Linked DNA regions of Sus scrofa: region 2 is linked to region 1. Evidence: chromatin contacts called from public Hi-C data. All regions are on one chromosome and are shown on one strand. The core of a region is the stretch at or near the end of the contact, and the rest is flanking DNA. Distances in the headings are between cores, read along the strand shown.

Region 1 (6,817 bases), core at 1,963-4,462:
GATAAAGAAACCAACAGCTTACAGATAACTAATGAGGCTCCTAAACAAACTCAACTTTGGATTCTTCAGATCCTACTCCTCTGTGATGGCTGAGGCTCACTGGAATCATGCGGCCATGGGCAGAGCTCGCAAAAACCAAAGAAAATGCATCAACGAGCTGGGTGCAGTGTGAACTACCTTTCATTGGTGACTTCCTTCATCCTTTTCACAGCCCATGAGGTAGATAACTCTATTTCTTTCTACAGAAGGGGCCTGGTGAGATTGCTATCTCACAGCCAGTCACTGGCTGTGGCCACCTCTGAACCCTTCTCTGCCTGAACTGGCTCCCAAGAGGACACAGGGCACGGAGGCACACTTGGGAGCAACAAAGCCAAGACGAGAACCTAGTTTGCCTAGTCCACCTAGTCCTTGGTCCAGGGTGGCCTCCCCTAGTCCCGGCTACCCTGGAAATTCACTCTCTAGTGGACCACATTTGTTACCACTGTCACCACGGAGGTCACGTATTGGAGTCCCACCTAAAGAGACAAACCTTTTCTTTCATCAGTACAAGGTCAAGTCTAGTTGAACCGTTCAGATCTTAGGTGTAATCCTGAAGGTGCATGAAGCATCTCTCTCTCTGGACTCTCCTCTGAGGACCCGGAGGCCCTGCCTTTCTAGACCATTCACCAGCTTTCCCTCATTGCTTTATAGACATCAGCATCAGCCTCTGGAAAGCTCTTCTCCCTTACTCCTCCCTGGCCCGCATCGATCCTCCACCTCTCAGGGTAGGGGCTACGTCTTTAAAGAAGCCTGCCCAGTCCCAATCATCCAACCATCACTCCCAGCGTCCAGTATCCTTCCTGCCCAGCAGTCACCACGCTTCACAGGGACCTCATGTGTGACAACTGCTTCGTGTGCCTTGTCACCAGACATCACCTTCCACAAAAGCAGCGTCAGCGGTTGTCTGTGCAGCACTGAGCCCTCCCTGGCAGACGGAGCGCCTTCAACATCCATGGACTGAATGATCAACATCCAAGTGCACATAAACAGAATGGACTGAATGAATCTAGCAGTGACTCAGTGTGAAACCCAACTGATACTAACAACAACAAAAAGAGGAACTGGACATTCGGGGCCCTAAAAGGTCCATAAGTGAAGAGGACAGTCATAGGCTGCCACAGGCTTCTCCAATTTAAAAAAAAAAAAAAAATTAACTGTGGTAAAACATTATATTTTGTCTTTAAAAAAAAATTTCTTTTAACGGCAGCACCCTCACGACATGGAGTCCCTGGGCTAGGACTGAATCTGAGCTACAGCTGCAACCTACACCACAGCTGCAGCAATGCTGGATCCTTTAGCCCACTGTGCTGGGCTAGAGATTGAACCCTTGCCCTGCAGTGACCCGAGCTGCTGCAGTCAGCACCAGAGCAGGAACTCCTATATTGAGTATTTTAATAAGGATAACAGCTAACAGCTTGGGATTTTGCTTCCCAGTGTCTTGGAGTCCTATTCCAAGGAAAGAAAGAGATTCCCTCACACAGGAGATACGCAAACTAACACACAATTCAAGAGACCTTCACCACTGGTGGTGGTTTACAGTAGTGAAACGAGTATCCTGAAACAGAGGATCTTGGCTCCTGGTCCTTCTGCTTATTGGCTAAAAATCCTAAGTCATTTTAATGTGTCTGGGCCTCAGTTTCTTTACCTGAAAAATGAGGAAAACAGAAACTACTTCACAAGCAGTTTGAGGGCAAAATGAAATAACCAAGACAAAGTACTCTGAGTTACAGAAAGCAAAAACACTAACGAGGCTAAGGCCCAGCCTTCGGCCAAAGAACCATCTATACTTCTCAGAAAAAAGAAGAATCAGGATGATGGTCTTTCTGCTTGTTTATTTCAGGGCTCCCACAGACAGGTATTTAAGCTCTCCCCATCGCCCTTCTTATAAAGCCACTCAGACACCTGGGTGATCCCGATGGCCTTCTCATCCCTGTTCTCAATGATCTCCTTTTCCTTTACCTGCCTCGACAGCCTAATTCGGGAACAGGCTCTATTCTTCCACCAGCTCCCCGCCTTCACGATTCCCAGACAGAAATGCCAGGGTCTTCGCGTGTCCACACTGGTGATGGCTGATGGAAGTCCCTCTGCCCATGGTATCGCCCCCATCTACCATCAGACACTTCCTCGGATAGCTCACCTCCGGTCATTCGGTACCTGAACTATTTATACACAGTGCACGCATTCATGACACTTTTCGATGGTAGTAGCCTGACAGCGAGGTGGCCACCACCCAGAGAGCATGGCACCTGTGCGCTCTCGGTAGCCCCCGAGATGGGTGGGGTGGGGTGAGGGAGAGAGCATGGAGAGGAGTTCGTGAAGATCCCCAAGACAAACATGATTTCTTCGTTTCTGCCTTGGTGCAAGGCTCACACTCACAGGCAAGGAGTGGGAGTGAGGAAAGGGTCTCGGGCTTGTGGGTGGGGGAGAAGCAAGGCTCACATATGTGGGGGAAACGGTGGGCCTGGCTGAGAAGCTGTGGGATGACAGGCATGAGATGGGGCAGGGGGATGGCAAAGAAGAGAAGAGACAAACAGAATCCAGATTTCGATGTTATCGGTATTTATGGTATTCTAGTGCATAGCATTCTACGTCAAACTGCTAACGTACTATTACTGTGGATTTTCTTTCAGAAAATAACAACTTGCCATCTTGAGAAAAAAAACAGCTTGGAAAAGAAGTATAGCATAACAGCTACATGTTTAGGCCTGAGTTTTAAAGATATGACTTTGAATCTCTAATCCACCAGATATCAACTGTGTCACTATAGGGAAATTACTTAACCTGTCTGTTTCCTCATGCATCAGACAGCACCTACTATTAAGAGGTTTTGTAAAGGTAAAATGTGATTGAAATCGCTTTGCTCAACGCCCGCTACAGGGTAGGGCTCAATAAGCATTACATTTTACCAGTTGCAAGAGCCTGCTAAGGTCCTTCTGTTCAGCTCCAATAATCCCTGGAGTTTGAGGTCCGGAGCCTCCATAACCATTCAGGTCTAAAGTTCTACATCTTTGTCAACAGAAATGTCTTTTTACTTTGTTGAAGGGCTGCTCTGCTATTCTTCTCAGGACTGTTTTCAGGCAGGCTACTCATCAGGCCCAAGGGCAGGGGAAGAGGAGCAAATCTTGGGTTCAAGACACACCTCTCTGAGCACACTCACCGAGTCCGGGTCTCGCTGCTGTTCGAGGAAAGCTGAGAATTCCACCAGGCGAAGTTTGGTTGTGCCAATGGAGCGGCCCTGCCAGGCTGGGACCGAGGGAGCTGGGGCTGACGCTGGCTCAAACCCTGAAAGACCAATCCATCATCACCTTAAACCTGGCTGCTTGCCTCCCCTCGGACCCAGGCTAACCTTGGGGCAGAGCCCTACAAAACAGACGACTCAGAAGGAAAGGCCAATAGGGCCCTCTGCCAGAGTCCAGCAGTGCCAGGCATGGTAGGTTCTGGCCACGGAAACCAGAGGTGTGGCCAGCCAGAGAAGCACAACGCACATGGCTCCCCATAAGGCTGGCCCGGCTCAGGTCAAGGGCCGTGGTATGAGGACACCTAGTCCTCGGCCACGGGGCTTTGCTGGGGACCTCAGCAAGGGTGATGGAAGAGAAGAAGTGGCGGCTGGCAGAGACCTCCTGTGAGACAGGGATGCGCGGGCAGTCCTTGGGCTCGTCCCTCTCCCTTCCAAAGGCTGCAGTCACCAGTGCTGCAGAAGTCCTCTTGGAACATTCCATGGTACTGGAGCAGAGGGCCGCATGTGATTGCACTGCAATCTGGGGGGTCTTTGATGAAGAGAGTCCCACTGAGTCTGTTCACGTGCATGGTAGGAGGCGGGCTGGCCAGGTGTGTGTTTTCTAGTTGGGCTTCCCTGTAAGCATTCCTTTAAAGAACAGTACTAGGAACTGAAATATACTTATCTAAGAAAGGGTGAAAAAGGGGTGAATCTTCCTTCCAGACTGAGATTGCCCATGTGGCCTGTTTATGATGGGGAAGGAACTTTAGCCACTTCCCCTTCTGAGGGTGACCCAGGTCCTGAGTGAAAGTCATCAGGCTTTCTGTTTCTCTAAAACCCATGAGAAGAGCTCCTGGGAGAGGACTGAGAGGAATCAGGGCCTGGGAGGGGACACCCCTATGACTCCCCTGAGCTCTGGGTTCATTCTGCCCTAAGGAGGGTGGTGGGAAGACAGGGGCACCCAAGGCTCTGCAAGTAGGGGGTATGTGTGGCTGTGGGACAGGGCCCAAGGGTCCTACAGAGACTCACCTGGAATGGGGGCCGTGACCGCCGGCTGGATGGGGTAGGCCTGCTGCACGAAGGGCTTGACGCTGGAGATAGGATGGAGAGAGTCAAAAACCACGGAGGAGTGGCAGCTACTTCCCAGGCCTGGCCCTAGCCTTCCAGGGCTGGGGCCTCACCTGGGGTCCTCCCCACTGTAGGGTTTCCTGCCTGCAGGTGATTCACAGCCCAGTAGAGCACTGCCAAGACAGACAGTTACATTGTTGAACTGTGAGGGCACTGGGGACCAAACCACCAAGCCTCATGCCAATTCAATGGGACCAGCTGGACCGGTCAGCCCAACTCCACATGCTGTGATAGGCTACGTATGAACCATTCTTCTCATCCCTGCAGAGACTGAGGTCAAGCGGTCACCATTTCCAGGCAAGGCTGGGGACGTGTCTCAGGCTCTCCTTTTCTAGCTAAATAGCTCCAGTTCTTTTGAGAATACTCAGGCAAGATTTCCATTCAGCTTCTATCCCCAGACAGCCCTTACCTTCCAGCTTACTGAGCTTGCTTCCCTGGCCTACCAGGCATCAGCAGAATTTCCTATGAGCTGCTCCCACCACAGGGAAGGCCGGAATAAAATGGGCTGTAGGATCACCTCTGCTGCCCTCTCTAGAAGGACCCCAGGCTCTACCTCCAAGGCCTTGAAGGGACGGAGACCCTCCACCTGTTGCTAGCTGCATGCCTACTAGTACTTAAGGTGGGAGTGAGGTGTTTACAGATCTCCTGGATTTGCACAGTCTCTTTGCTGCTATTGCCTCAGCAGACAACAGTGGGGGATGACGTTGGTGATCTCAGGTTCAATCTCTTCGCCTCCCAGCCCCCAGGTGGTCTGGGGCCAGAAAACCTCAACCTGGGGTGGGGTGGGCTGTGACCAGCCCCTTGCTGGCAGTGTTGGCCCCTCCTCAGACTTACTCTTGTGAGGATCCAGGCTGCCCTGTTTGTATCATTCCCGGCCAGAACTGGAAGGCAAAAGGCAAAAAGCTTCAGGGTTATGAGTTCACCTCAAAGCACTGTTCAGGACGTCTATGCACTGCAATCCCTGCTAAAGACAGTGGGTTCGGATCATCCACCAGCTGCAAAGTGGCTTTCCCTAAATGCAGATACATTGGCTGCTGTGCACAAGATGGCAACCTACAGCTTGCTTTAGCTCATCTGCTGGAAAACCTCCTTGAGGGTAGGGACCAGGCGGCAGCTTTTCAGTGTTCTTCTAACTTCCAAAAGAAATCTGGGTGCATGGCAGAGGAAACCTGGAAACACTCATCTTTCTCTTCCTCCCTCCATTCTGAAAAGCTTCCTGTCTGTCACTCTGCCTCCACAGCTCAAAGCATGGGGAGAGGACAAGGCTCTGTTCTGCCCAGGAGCTCTGGACAGCAACACAGACACCTCTTAGGCTGCGAGCTTTCCTGAGGCTTTTGGTGCCTGCTGCCTGCCTGCTGAAAAGGCAATATGATATAAAGGGAGCCAGGCAGCCCTGGCATGGCTATCCATGTGATTAAGATCCAGTTATCCCAACTCCTATTTTGTTACTAATTAACTTCAGTTTTCTCATCTGTAAAATGGCAATAATGGTTAAGAAGCATTTAAGATTAAGATGAGGATTAAATGAGATCATAACATTAAGCCAGCTTCTCAGCCTGTGGCAGCTGTGAAATGAAAACAGTACTAGTATACATTTGTCCCTTGAGGGGTTAGTTGCCATAAAGCAACCCCAAGGACACAGCAACAGAGACCAAGGGGCAGGAAAAAGAGCCAGAGAGGCAGATCACAACCTGAAAGGGTGCCATAAAAATGATACTAAACTGCATGCCTCAGGGACTAAAACCCCCTCCCTCTCCCTCTCTTCCTCTCCCCAGCTCCCTGCTTTCTTCCACTACTTTTTTTTTTTTTTTTTGTCTTTTTGTCTTTTTTTTAGGGCCACACTGTGGTATGTGGAGGTTCCCAGGCTAGGGGTTGAATGAGAGCTGTAGCCACCAGCCTATACCATAGCCACAGCAATGCAGGATCCGAGACGTGTCTGCGACCTACATCACAGCTCAGGGCAACGCCAGGTCCTTAACCCACTGAGTAAGGCCAGGGATTGAACCCGTGTCCATCTGGATACTACTCAGGTTCGTTAACCACTGAGCCATGATGGGAACTCCCGCTTTCTTTCATCATTTTGCACCCAGCATCCGTGTATCCCAAGGTGGCCTTTCCCCTCTCTTACACCTGAGCCAATCAACAAGTGCCAGGTGGATGGCTTGACGCTCAGCCTCGTGGACTCCATGTGCCCGGGGGCCATCATTATTGGCTCCAACCTGTGACTTACCCCCGGCGCCCCTGGGAAGGTGGGGCGTGGAATCCCGGGCAGCCCCAGCTTGTTGTGAATGGCAGTGGCCGAGACGATCTGGGCTGATGACATGGCGGCCATGTGCTGCAGGGCCTTATCCTTCGCAGTCTGATCCTTGAAGGTGACAGCGACACACAGACTTAATACACAATGCATGGCTACCGGGCAGCTTAAACAGGCAC
Region 2 (5,830 bases), core at 1,665-4,164, 660 kb after region 1:
GCCTGGCCACTGGGGGTGGCCAGGCACATAGAGAAGGACAGGTCCCCTATGGCTGGCTCAGCCATGGTTCTTATTAATGGGCACATCTCTTCCAACAACCAAGAAACCAAGGCTTCTTCCTTGAAGACCATTAAGGTAAGGAGAGACAAATACCCTTCAGGCTTGAAGCTGTGGTGGCAGAAGAGCCTTTAGGATCTTCCAGTGACCCTTTGAAACCTGACTCATGCCTCTCCCATTGAGAAAGCAGCCATTTCTAGCATGCAGGAGTTTGGGCCTTGGCAATGGAAGAGCCTGGCAGATTCTAGAGGGAGCGGCTGTGCCCTTCCAAGACCTCTGGTCATGGGACATGGGTTTCACATGGGCATGTGCTTTTCTGTCTTGGGTTTTCTACTTCCCAGAGCCTGGAACAGGGCCTGGCAGGCCACAGTGGCTGATAACTCATACTGAAGGGAAGAGCCTAATCCTACCTCTCTCAGGATGCCATTCTCTGTTCAAGGGGAGAGGTTGCTTCTAAGGTTCTCAGCTGCTACCCAAGACACCCTCAGTTCTCTGCTGGTCATCCTCCAGCTGCCAGGGCCTCAACACCCTCTGGGAGGTCCTCAGGGCAGAGCATCAGTCCTAGCAACTCCGCATCCTGCAGTCCAGCCCAGATTCCATGCCCCATAAAATCTACTGAGTGAGGGAGTGGCTGTGCCCTCGGGTGGCTGAAGAGGAGGAGGGCACACTGTCATGAAAGGGACAGGGGAAGAAGGCCTGGGGTGGACTCTCGGCAGAGCATCTCTGGCCCTGGCTTTGCACTTGGGGTGACCTAAGGATGCCAGGAATCCAGAGCTCAGTGTGGACATGGGAAGGACAGGCAGCTCACCTTCCTCACACCTGAGCAGGGCTCTGAGGGCACTTACCTGGGGTGGGGAGGAGCCATCCAGAGCATTCCTTGAGACATCGGCTGAAGAAGAAGATGGCAGGGAAGGTGAAGGAGAAGATGAGGAAGGAGAAAGAGAAGACGCTTCCTTTGGAGGCGACATAATTCTTTCATTGTTCGCTGGTGTCAAGCCTACGGAGGAAAGACCATGCTTTCCATTACAGACTTGTGGTTTCCTTATCTTAACCATGAGAAGAGGAGGTTTGCAGTGAAGCCTCTCTATAAACAGGGTCAGAGGCAGGAAGATGCTGGAGGTGGGAATCAGAGGCCCTGGGGCCCACTGCTTGGGACTTAGAAGAACAGGTATAGGAGTGGCAGGATCCTGTGGGGGAAGAAGATCCCAGAACAAAAACACCAAGAACCACTGTATCTCCCATGTAGGTGAGAATGTTCCCAAGAGACGGAACAGGGTGTTTCTCGGAATGGAATCTACCTCTAACGTTTGCCCTAAAGCCACTGCGGTGGGTGCTGGGGCTGTGTGACATCACTTAGTCAAGACACCATCTGAGGCCTCTTCCCATGGATGCTGGACCCCTGGCTGTGGGCACGGATAGGACAGGAGGCCACTGCTAAGGACATGGGCTCTTCCTTCTCACATGTGAGCCAGGGGGCTCTCGGGCAAGCTGGGTAGTTGGAGATTGCACACGAACACAAGGGAGGGAGGTTCTTATGGGCATCAAGTCATTCGAAGCATATGGAGTGGGGTCCGTGCCAAGGTCCTGCTGGTTAGGAAGCAAACGAGGTGCCGTGTGTGTGCTGAGATTGACATGAGAAAGGAGGGTGACCAGGGCTGAGGATGAGCCTCGTTCTGAACCGTGGGAGCTGAAATCCATTAGAGTTACTGCAGAATTCTGATCAGTATAAGATTGCCTATAAGATCAGTCTCATTCCCTCTCTCTCGTGAGTGCACGAGCACGCGTGTGCACACCCAGATACACACACACACACACACACACACACACACGTGCAAACAGTAACCAGGTGACCTTAAACCTAAACTCTTGAGCATCTTGTTTCCCTATTGGACCATTTCAACAACTGGTTCTCAGAGGGACTCAGAAAATGCCATGTTCACTTTCAGATGTGCCCACTCGGTGTCTGACCCTTCAGCCCAGCCAGCTCACCTGTGAGCCCTTCTGGCACATAAAGGCTGTTCCCCAGGGACCCTCCCCCTGCTTCAAGGGCCACTGCCTCTAACTACCCCCTCCTGTTGGACTCCCCACTTCTGTCTGTTCAGCTGACCCCTTTCTGGTTCCCTCTGAGGGGCCCAGCCTGCAGACTTCAGCTGGCTTCTTTTGTTTGTTTGTTTGTCTTTTGCCTTTTCAGGGCTGAACCCATGGCACATGGAGGCTCCCAGGCTAGGGGTCTTGCTGGAGCTGTTGCCGCCGGCCTATGCCACAGCCACAGCAACACCAGATCTGAGCCGGGTCTGCTACCTATACCACAGCTCACGGCAGCGCTGGATCCTTAACCCACTGAGTGAGGCCAGGGATCAAACCCGCAACATCATGGTTCCTAGTTGGATTCGTTTCCTCTGTGCCACAACAGGAATGCCCCAGCTGGCTTCTTAACATTAGCCCCTGGCCTGTTTCTCCAAAGCTTTGGCTGACATGCTCTTCTTCTGGGATGCAGTGAAGCCAAACTCAAACCTCACCCCCAGAAGAGTTCCTTCCAACCCGTTGGCAGGGGAGCTACTGGGGTGGGGGGTGGGGGGAGGGTTGCCTGCAGGCCCGCTTTCCTCATACAAATGCATGTCAGAGCGTGCACCCATCCTGGGCTCTGAAAAACTGGCCACACACACAGTCAGAAAGCTGCCCAAGAGAGATGCTTCAGGATGCTTGTGGGGGGTGGGAGGGGGAGACAGGTAACTCAGGGAAACAGATCTGAGGGAGGCAGGAAGGGGCTGCTGGGGACAAAGGCCCCTGACTGCCAAGAGCTGAAACGGGGCAGACGACTGGCCTGGCTGGCCTGCCTATCACCCGAACTCCCTGTCTCAGCCCACAATCAGATGCTTCGAGCCTAAAAAGGCAAGAGTTGTGAGTCAGTCATTGCCTTGCTTCCTGTCCTCGGTTTGCTGAATTCCTGCCAAATTCCTTCTCCTCCTCTTCCTCGCCCCCTCGTTCTCCCCTCTGCCACCTCCCGAATCAAACTTCTGACCTTGTGCCAAAGGCCCCTCAGCTCCACAGACTGCCCCCCGCCACCCCCGTTCCCCCAGGAGCAATCCAGGAACCTTCCCACACGGAGCCCAGACACCTTGGGAACCAAGCCGACAGGAAAGCCTTGGGGTTCTCAAGGTCATGACCTAGGAGCTGCCCCCTCTCTTCTTTGCCTAAGCTCCACCCCTACCCAGTGAGTGGGTCTCTCTCCACACGTGATCCTCACACACTGTCTTCAGGATAGAACTTGGGGCAGGGTTGAGGTGCTGCAGGAAACAAAATGCCTGCCATTCGAGCCACTGCCTGGGATGTGGGGAGGGTCTGGGACGGGAAGATGAGGCCAGAGCCCAGCTGAGAGGTGGTGGGAAGATCCCACCCACCGAGGCCTTTGGGGTCCCTCGGAGGATGGTATAGGGGAGCCTCGAACCCCACCCCCTCCACACCCACCCAGTGGCCTGACACTGAGCAAGTCACAGGCCCCTTGCTTCCACATCTGAAAAAATAGGGAGCCTGGTGCTATTTTGTGGGGTGGCTGAGGAAATAAAGTGGGATAAAAAGAGGAGCCCAGTGCCAAGCACAAGGTCAATGTCACATGCTAGCTCAATATTAACTCCACCTGGTTCCCTTTCTCCCATGCACACACATGGGTCCAATAAAGGCATTGCTGAACCACTGACCTGTTCCAGGGGGGCTGCACACACCCCCACCAGGACTTGTCTAATTCAGGGTCCTGAGGCTTCTTTCTCACTCACCAACTCAAGTGCTTTTGGCCAGCTCTTCCTTGTTTCCCTTGAAACCTCAGCATGGTCCAGCCAGGGTGGCCCTATCCTCTGCAGGGGACTCAGTCGTGGGTGCCACTGGCCCTTCCAGGCCCCTCGTGCAAAGGGGGTTGATGAGGAGACCAGAGCCCCACCACCCCTGTCCGCTGCCTCTTCTCTGGGCCCTCTGGCAATGGAGACCTTTCCCCTTGCCCCTGGAGGTCATTCTGGTGAGCATGGTCAGCTGGTGAGAGTGCTAAGGGCAGGCATGCAACCCCCTCCGTCCTCCTACCTGGGGCTGGGGCCAGAGCTGGGCTGAACCAGGCAGCAAAGGGATAGTACCCCAAGTTCTGCTCCTTCCGCCTTGCCTACTGGGCTTCCTTTTGGGCAAAATGAAGATGACCTAAAAGATGGCTCTGGAGATTTTCACAAAGACTCGGATTCCAGGGTGCAGCTTCCCAGAATGTGGCGTTTAGGGGACGCGCATTTCCTCCCGAAGTCTTGGAGCGCCCTCTAGGGGCGACAGCCTGCACCCAGGTTCTCTTGGCGGCCCCCCTCCGTTTGACTCAGTTCAGCTAGCGTGGTCCCTGGTGCTTTAATGAGTTCCTTCATTCCTTCGTTCGTTCATTCATTCATTCATTCATTCATTCTACAAGCAAGGACTGGGTGCCTCCTCCATGCTAGGCACTAAGCCAATAGAAATGATTCAAACTCAAGGCCTGCGTTCAAACCAACTTTTACATACACTTGAGAACCAACACCTGACCCTCCCGGGATAACTAAAGACAGAGCTGAGAAACCCTGCTGCTGGTTAGCAGTCCCCTCCCTCCTGTTCCTCCTCCAGCAACCCCCCCCACCAGGCTCCCTGCTCTCCCCCCAGACGAGGCACTTCTCGAGGGTGAGGCTGGGCCTCTCTCACGAGTGGTGCTCAAGTTGGCTGGAAGCGTTAGGTGGAATCTCTGCTTCCAAACAGACCCACCCATAGAAGCAGAATTCCTGTGACTGGGGAGGGGTTGAGGTGGGAGAGTAAACGAGAGAGCATGTGGAAAAGGCCTGGCCCAGGCCTCCAGCAAACATGAATTCTTTCCTTCCTCTCGCCCTCATCGCTGGGGACTACAAGATGGTTCAAGAGTCACTTTAGGCTGTCCCCAGGTGGAGGGCCTGCCCAGGGGTGCAGTTCTGGTCCAGTTCTAGAAGTGCCCTTCTTCCTGCCTGGCCCGAGTGAGAGGAGGCTGCAGGTCTGGAGGTTTCAGGGCGGCGGGCGGGGAGGGGGTGGATGACTCACTGGCCAGGAATCAGCCTTGACTCAGAAGGAAGGAATCACGTTAAGTGGCAGGTTATTCCTATCCCAACGTTTCTTTTAAACAAATTTGTGTCTACGCCAGGGCTTTCCTGGGTCCACCTCTCCTACAGCAAGTCCGAGAGGGACTGTGGGGGCAGGAGGAAGTGGAAGGCAGGGATGGATTTGGAATCAGATGAAGAGGCCCTGCCACTCTTTCAGGACAGGAGAGGGAACACCTGCTGTGTAAATGGGGCAGAATCTTTAGGATGCTGCACGACTGTGCCCCCTAGTGGGAGCCTGCTGCTTTAGTCCCCTCCCAGCCCTGGTCTTCACCCATGGGCCCTTCCTGGGGGATGTAGGATTTGGGACCACAGCCTGCTCAGAAAAGGGAACAGGACAGTGTGTATTTGCATGTATGTGTGTGTGTATGTGTGTGTGTATTCCTTCATTGCTTTCCCCGCTACTGCACTACTGCCTGAGATTAAGCTGATGCCCCCAGGCCAACTCCAGTGTATTGAATCAAACCATATAGACCCTTAGGAGTTCCTTCGTGGCTCCGTGGTTAATGAATCCGACTAGGAACTATGAGGTTGGGGTTCGATCCCTGGCCTTGCTCAGTGGGTTAAGGATCCAGCATTGCCGTGAGCTGTGGTGTAGGTCACAGACGCAGCTCGGATCCAGTGTTGCTTGGCTGTGGCGTAGGACGGCAGCT

Evidence for each region. Hi-C and Micro-C count contacts between places; a contact is called where the count stands out from the background.
Region 2: a Hi-C map of omental adipose tissue shows a contact between it and region 1, with 1.6 times the contacts expected there. The contact joins two enhancer-like sites. A contact is called at or near these places in 6 of 47 Hi-C or Micro-C datasets (adipocytes, brain, embryonic fibroblasts and 3 more) and 1 of 2 datasets of contacts at active chromatin or transcription factors (skeletal muscle).

Annotation. Positions count from the first base shown.
Region 1 is chr2:46,448,844-46,455,660 of Sscrofa11.1, forward strand. It overlaps TEAD1 (TEA domain transcription factor 1), which reads right to left. Exons shown (of 14, transcript NM_001142669.1): 7 at 6,615-6,749; 8 at 5,219-5,265; 9 at 4,286-4,347; 10 at 3,197-3,321. Among named protein-coding and RNA genes, the nearest start is that of RASSF10, 110 kb to the left of the region's middle. Within about 2 kb of position 3,213, at least 4 of the 83 cell types and tissues checked have an H3K27ac peak or open chromatin away from gene starts, as enhancers often do. A contact at or near this core is called in omental adipose tissue, where this site is marked.
Region 2 is chr2:47,107,752-47,113,581 of Sscrofa11.1, forward strand. It overlaps MICAL2 (F-actin-methionine sulfoxide oxidase MICAL2), which reads right to left. Exons shown (of 38, transcript XM_021083313.1): 30 at 903-1,054. Among named protein-coding and RNA genes, the nearest start is that of PARVA, 83 kb to the left of the region's middle. Within about 2 kb of position 2,915, at least 20 of the 83 cell types and tissues checked have an H3K27ac peak or open chromatin away from gene starts, as enhancers often do. A contact at or near this core is called in omental adipose tissue, where this site is marked.